Regions from separate parts of the Gasterosteus aculeatus genome. Here region 1 is linked to region 2. Evidence: chromatin contacts called from public Hi-C data. All regions are on one chromosome and are shown on one strand. The core of a region is the stretch at or near the end of the contact, and the rest is flanking DNA. Distances in the headings are between cores, read along the strand shown.

What was found. Hi-C and Micro-C count contacts between places; a contact is called where the count stands out from the background.
Region 1: a Hi-C map of tail fin shows a contact between it and region 2, with 5 times the contacts expected there. The contact joins two enhancer-like sites. A contact is called at or near these places in 4 of 6 Hi-C or Micro-C datasets (liver, skeletal muscle, tail fin and 1 more).

The regions. Positions count from the first base shown.
Region 1 is chr10:14,677,910-14,681,661 of fGasAcu3.hap1.1, reverse strand. No RefSeq gene overlaps it. Among protein-coding and RNA genes, the nearest start is that of LOC120826048, 5.6 kb to the left of the region's middle. Within about 2 kb of position 2,036, at least 6 of the 9 cell types and tissues checked have open chromatin away from gene starts, as enhancers often do.
Region 2 is chr10:14,639,194-14,643,083 of fGasAcu3.hap1.1, reverse strand. thrb (thyroid hormone receptor beta) reads left to right here. Exons shown (of 11, transcript XM_040188472.2): 2 at 2,049-2,115. Among protein-coding and RNA genes, the nearest start is that of thrb, 28 kb to the left of the region's middle. Within about 2 kb of position 2,098, at least 2 of the 9 cell types and tissues checked have open chromatin away from gene starts, as enhancers often do.

The DNA.
Region 1 (3,752 bases), core at 787-3,286, 39 kb before region 2:
CCATCACTTCATAAAATATATGTAAGATGCAGTTTAATTACGGTAGTCTGCTATTATCGAAAATTGACTGCTTTAACTGCTTATTCATGACATTGGCCGTTAATTTACAAGCAAGGGATGGAAATTTAACTGTATGTTACAGTTATTATGACATACTGTAAGATACCGTTAGAAATGCACCGTAAATTTACAGCAATTTGTTACAGTGCAGCGTCCACTCAAGGTTAACTAATGGTTGTCAAACTGTTTTCCCCTCACGTGTCTCTGGGGGAGGGAGGAAGCGAGTGCAGGTGGACGATGCCCTCCCAGCGTCACTGGTGACCGCCCCCCCCCAGCGTCCGTCTGTGAAGAAGCTCTTTTAAGAGGCAACGCAACACATGTGCATGCAAATAAAACGGCTTAGAAATCGATTTGGGGATTTTCTTTTCTTGCTTTTGATGAATATGTTCTTTCTGCTTCCAGTCTTTGAAAGAAATAGAAAGTAAACTTCTCTATTGAAGATTAATAAAAGAGAGGCTCATTACCCGTAAAAAGAACGTTTCATAACATCTGAATTCATCTTTTCCAAATAAAAATATAGTAGATGACGCTTACATCTTTCTCAAGAGGCGTTACAACCACCGACTGCTTCTGTCCACATGACGACGTGGACCTTTTCTCTCTGAATGACGCTTCACGAGGAGACGCACCTTCAGCACCAACCCGTCGTTAGCTGGTTTATCACCACACGCACTTCCAAGTGATCGATGCCCCCTTTGTCCCGATGCTCGGACGGCTCCCACTCACCATTGATCGAGGGGATGAGGAGGCCAAGACATAATTATTGAGCTGATGTGAAAGGATGAACTGTGGCTCATCCTGGCTTATAGTGTGCATCCAGACGCTAATGAAGCTGGAAAACGTGTTAAAATGTGGACTTGTCTTCACACACACGGGGCCGGAAAGGACTAACAGTTTTCAAAGATTCATCCCCTCAGCAGTAATATCTGTTTATTAATACAAATATCTAAGAAAATCCAATAACAGATGAATACGTAAGTAATACAGGGCCAAAGCGTCTGACCCATGACACATATGACACGCTAAAATGCGCTTGTGTTCCCTCAGCATGCTGCGTTTCAACTTATTTGTTTTTCCACGAGTGTGTGTTTGTTTGTGTGTGAATGTGCTTCATTTAAGCTTATTTCTTTTTGTGATTATTTGGTTTGTTTCCATGATTTTGTCCAATTCTTTAGTATTTATTTGTGTATTTGTTTTGGAATGTGAGTATATGAAACCGTGCTTTGGGCTTTGTGTTTGCTATTCCTTGCTTGTGTGTAGGTGTTCCAATTCTTTTCGATTGATTGTGTTTCTTCATTCGTTTTTACTCGTTCTTCTCTGTTTGTCATAAACCTGCCACATACAAAGATAATGAACATCTAGTCAAAGCGGCGTTCAGTCGCTGAACCAACTCCTGGAGGCGTCGTTGGAGACCCTGCGGTGAAATGGCTGCAGCTCCCTCCATCACACGGGCCTAATCACACCAGATGTGACGGAGGTCAATCAATCCGGCCCTGAAAAGAGGACAAAAACAGAATAATTCATCACAACAGCATGAAAAAAGCTGTGACGGGAGCTCCAGAAAAACACCCAGCATTCATCATTCAGTCCCAGCGTCGCACGCCACACGAGCGCCTCCAATCCAGGTTCACTCCTGAGGAGCTTTTGGATCTTCTCGCCCTCCCGAGCGGCGCTCATGCTGCAGTTAAACAATATTGCTCAAAGCGTTTATTTCTGAGAGCACGACGCCTCTCCTTTCAGATGGATGGAGGTCCGCGTTCGCCCTGCGGCGTCTGATTCCTTATCTCTGTCGGCAGGCGGCGGCGCGAGCCCGCCGGCGGAACATCTATCTACGTTCGCGGCACAGCTCAGGGGGAACCGTCGAAGGGGGTCAAACTGAGGGCAGAGACGGAGACAATGACATGGAGAAGACAATCGCAATACAAGGGCCTTGTCATCGGGGATATCCTACTTTGTGGAATATTCAGACAGCAATATGAAAGGCAAGTACTCCCTCTAGTGAGGGAACTACTGTGTACTGCATGTGGAATTACACAAACTGTCCACTTTCATCCTGGTACTTCAGTAGGTTATATCATTTTTTTGTTGTTGTAAATATTGTACTTTTTACTTACATTTATTAGAACGCAGGAGGAAGAATATTTTCCCCAGATGTGTCTTTTGGCGCGGCGCCGTTTCTGGGGGTCGGCGATGCACTCAGCTGTGTTGTGAGCTAAGAGTAGAATCAGACGACTCTGTTGAATAGGCAATAAAAGGGGCGGTTTAAGAAGGTGCGAATCAACGCAACCCTTGACTGTGTCACCATAACCGGCCCTCTACATACACAACGCCGTTTGCTGCAGCTGGATGAGATGTCGGCCATAGACGTGCAGGGGATAATATAATGCATAAGTGCATGAGAGGTTGTTCAGTTTATCGTGCCCTAACCCTAATCAACAGCCTCGTCTTATCTCAACCCGTGTGTGTGTGTGTGTGTGTGTGTGTGTGTGTGTGTGTGTGTGTGTGTGTGTGTGTGCGCGCGCTTACGTAACGCACTAAGACCCATATCGCATTATGCTTTTTACACACATTGGGTTCATTTGCAGAAAGAGCTTCATTTTTTTATGTGTATGTTACTGTTGTTAATGTTAATTAGTAGATATTCAACAGCCAATCAGAATAGCAAGTTCTGACATGAGTGCAGGTCATATTAATGACCACATGATGGCAGCGATAGACTGCTGTTCACATGTTACATAACACTTTGTCTACCAATCAGATAAAACCAATAAACCCCACGTATCTCGAGCAAAATAGTTAGATAGTGCCAGGATGCAGTGAACTATTTGGATTTGGCATTTACGGAGGAGCCTCGTGGTGACACGTTCACTGTGTGATCTGTCCAGATGTTGGCGTTCCACTCCGGGACAACCGTCCGTGGGAGAGGAACCTCCGCCAGCCGCGAGCAGCACAGTACATAAATCTCCTCGTCCCCTTCGGGCCTGCGACCTGGAGCTAACCCCACCCCGACACTCACTGGAAGACGGTCTTTTAATAATTTACGGCCCTTTGTCTCTGATCGGGTTTCACAACTGAGCTTTGAACCTTTCCGACATCGAGAGCAACGTTTGGACGGAGGACAAGTCTCAGAGTGTCCAAACCCACAGGGTGTGAACTGAACACTTATGTCATTACAAGTGCAGAGAGAACTCAGTTTCTTTACTATTTGCCTGATAAAGGCCCAACAGATGTGGGCCAAATGTCACCAACGCAAACTGTACGATTGCTGGTTTGGTGTAATTTGTGTGATTGAAACTTCATGTCATTCAACCTGCAAAACTCTCAAAACGGCCACGATCAAGGACACAAGCTCAGAGTCTCCAGTTCTTTGGCTCTGATCATCACACTTGTTCCCGAATTGGGGACATAACTTGAGTAGAATCAAGTGTTTCCACTGCATTTCAAACGAATATTATAACTTTTACTAACCCCCAAATTGGCTCCAAAATGTTTGCCTTTGTGATGTTTAGTTGAAGCCTCTTTTCAGATGTCTGTGAGTTTTTGACGGATTCCCTCTAAACTGATGTGTTGCTCTTGGGCCAAATTAAAGATGAGAGAAAGCAGCGAAATCAGTTTAGGGAAATCTTTCAGAATCGTCACGCTGATCATGAACTAACAAACGTGCAACGAATGAACAACCGAAAAAGAAGCTT
Region 2 (3,890 bases), core at 849-3,348:
TCAAATCGCCATGGAAACTGAGTGAGACGGGATCAGAGGGTGTTGTTGTTTTTTTGTTTTTGTTTTTTTCTCTTTGTCTCCCTTCACCAAAATACATCCACACACATTTCCGGATAACCGCATCGCAATCTGAATGTTTTAGTACTGCATCATTGATTTAGGGGGGTTGACGAGTGAAGTTGTCTCCTGTCATTCGCTCTGTGGGCTTAGCGACTCCATTGACGATGATGTCATTGTGAGATTGGGAAGGGCTTTTAAACCAGTGTTACGCCACTGATCCAAATCCACCACCGAAGACGCCTTTCAAAGAGTCAAATCCGCCGCATCGGCGTTCATAAAACATGCACGAAAGTCAAATGCCGTCCATAATAGCAGCTGCTTGTATCGTTGTGTTGCATGTTTATATTGTGACATGGTGACTTTTGTGCGCTGATATGAACAGCTCTCTTTACTGTGCCGGAGGGAAAAGGATTCGTGCATTTCGTTGTTTGTTCTTTCGTAATTTTGGGTCAACTTCAGGAGGTCCGCTCTTCGCAGAATGAATTTGGAAGCGCATTCTGTTGCTTCTGTTAAGTGTTTCTCACACCCCAATATGATGCATTTAAAAACCACTGTCCACAGCGTGGAAGTGTGTGTGTGCGTCTGCATCGGATTCTGAAAGGGGGCCTTGTGGAGTTTTAAGTGCAGCACTAATCACAGACATGGTTGCATTTTGTTCGACAAGTTTGCGGTCTTGGCTTATTGCATCATATACGTGTTGATGAGTGGGAGTGTGTGGTAGGATTGTGTAGCATATTTTTTCTAAAGCCCTGTATGTGTGTGTGTGTGTGTGTGTGTGTGTGCACACCAGATCCAGATCCACTCTGCAACTTTTATCTACATGTATTTTGTATTTTAATATATTACATGTGATGTGTCTGAAGCAGAACCAGGGCCGCAGAAACAAATAATAAAGGAGGTGGCTCTTTAACGAGCACTAGAAACTAGTTTTTCTACGATTTTTAAGAAGTGTTGCTGGAGAGCCGGAGGAGGCTAAACTCGAGCTTTAACCCGCTGGGACTCTGCAAGCGAAATAATGCAAATCAGACCTGAGGAGAATGTGAAAATCAGCATTACGCACAAATGGGACTTAATTATGATGTGCTGTTATAGACGGCGTAATTAAAACAACAATCCAGACGATGGAGCGCCGTCGAGTCATCTGCGCGCACGTGTGTGTGTGTGTGTGTGTGTGTGTGTGTGTGCGCCCCCCCCCCCCCCCCCCCCCGAGTGCCCATTAAGTCTGATTACACGTGATTGCTCCCTGTCGGAGATGACCAGCCCACTAATGGCACAAACAAATGCTTTGCTTTCTCACTCTCGCAGGCGAATCCCCCCCCCCCCGTCCTTTTATTCTCCTTCTTCTTTCTTAACTCCAATGTTTTTTTGGCAAAACCCTCGTCTCCGATTCCAAGCCAAGCGTTTCTGCGTCTCTGCACATGTTGTTTTGGAGAAGTTGTTTTATCAATTGCACATTTCCTGCTGAGATGCCGTTCTTCTGACGCGCACACACACACACACACACACACACACACACACGGACAATACGGTTTGAACCTATTTGAGGGTCCGAGAGGGGAAAGAAAGTGCTCCCACTGGCATTCCTCCGCCCCTTCAGTATTTATGGTGGTAACCACACGTGTCCACTACCGGAGGTCACGTTAAAGCCACTGTGGGAGTTGCTGTGTTGAGGGTTGTGTTGCATGTAGGTCATCTTAGCCGGATGTAGTGATCCAACAACATCCTGTCGCTCGCACTCGCCCCACTGGACATAAAAAGCACGTGTGTTCTTTATCTATTGTCCCTCGACCAGCGAGAAGCTTTTAGATTGAGCGATTGTTTTCTAGCCTTCCAGAGGACAAACTGTTTTTCTGTAGCTTTGCTGCCATTTTCATCTCAACTGCTCATTAGCTTGACTCTGCTCTCTCTCTCTCTCTCTCTCTCTCTCTCTGTGTGCATGTGTGTGTGTGTGTGCGTGCGTGCGTGCGTGTGTGTGCGTGTGCGTGTAGGTGTTTCTCTCGGGGAGCTCAGCTGCTCCTCTGCGCTGCCTGGAGTCAGACATCACCACCTCCTCTGGTAAGACCTTTACGCTCAATTCCATAGACATCCTGCCAATACACCGTTTCTCCCCACCAGACCCCCCCCCCCCCCCCCCACACACACACCCTCCGCTGCGAACAACACACACACACACACACACACACGGGAAATCAGGGTGTAGCAGCGGCGAGTGGTGATGTAAATGTAATGAAGCTGAAATCCTGGTACTGATCCAGGCTAAATCATCGTGTGCAGACTGCGGATCTGTCTGCTCTGTTTCTCGTCTTCGGGGTTGACAGCAGCAGCCGGTGCACGTTGTCTCACAGGGCCGGCTTAATTCATCATTTTTATTTATTTGAAACACTTGAAGGACTTGGCCTCCATGTCATCTCGGATCTGACCTCTGGGTCCGTTCAGCGGCCGTGTGTTGCAGCTTTCTGGTGGGAAAATCTCGCGGCTTTCGTCATGAATCTGAATTGTGTCCATTTTCAGAGAAAACGAAGGGGGGAAGTCAAGGGGAAATTTAACTTCTACAATTCAAAGACGACTCCCTCGGCTGACGGAAGATTTAGGGGAGCTATTAAATGAGATTAATAGTCAGGAATTAAACTGAAGCATATGAGAGCGTGCTGCGCGAGCATCATTTCCAACGGTTGCTCCCGATGTCTGACCCAACACAGGCGGCTACTCCCCCACAGTTAGCATAATGGCTAACAATATCGTTAGTCATTATTGTAATGGCCGATGTCCTGGTGATTTAGCTGCAACGGCACTGTATACAGCTGAAATGCAGTGACTTAGTGTATGACACTGTTGCATAAGAATATTATCCAGAAGAGGAAATATCTATTATTGGACTGGCACATGCTGGCGTTCTGCTCTGCAAACTGCAATCAAACGGTTTGACCCCCACGTGGTGCCGCAGAACGTCACGTCGGCCGTAAAGAGTTTATTCCCCTACAGGCGTCCGTGCAGGCCAAACCATCGCTTCTTTTAAACAGCTGATTCAACCTCCCCTGTGATTGATTTTCATGTCAGCGGACCCACAAACGACAACGTGAAATTGTTTTTCGAGCGTGGAAGGATGACAGCGGCTGCACTCACAGGCACGGCCCCGCCGGGCTGGAGCTCTCGACAGAGGTCGGCCTTGTTTGCGGCGAGGAGGGACGTGCATGTGACGGCACCCAAAAGGCCTCAGTCTGCACACGTAAAAGAAGAAAATGTTCCCCCCCCGCCGGGTGTTTTTTTTTTAATGGCCGCCACGCCACCGATGCATTTATCGGGATGAAGTCGTCCCGCTCGGGCGTCCGGTGAGGGATCGGGCTCATGACTGTGCACGTGGCAGCGAGAACACCACCACCACCACCACCCCGCCCCCCCCCCCCCCCCCCCCCCTCTGTCTCGGCCCTGTTGTTGTTAATGTAATATTTTAAATGCGCCGCGGACTCCCCCGCTCCGCTGATTTGCCCATCAGCTCCAATTCTTTATTGAAAACACCATCTGCTGTCCTTTTCGTGATACCGGTTGCCGCGGCGACGCACCTGTATCACGTTGCACGGCGTGATACAGCTTCGTAAATTAAGTATCAGGTGGCTCCCGTTGGAACGTTTGGGCGGATCAAGATCGACTCTTGTCTGAACGCGACGCCCCCCAAATTAAAATGCATGTCGCTCGAAGCCGAGAGCCGGTTGTTTACTCCTCGTGGCGGTCGGGATCGTCACTGGAGACGGTTACGGCGGCTGATATTTAGACTCCGATGAGGCCCCCGATGAACAGCGTCATTCTGTGTGGTGAATCGTGTTCATGCAGGA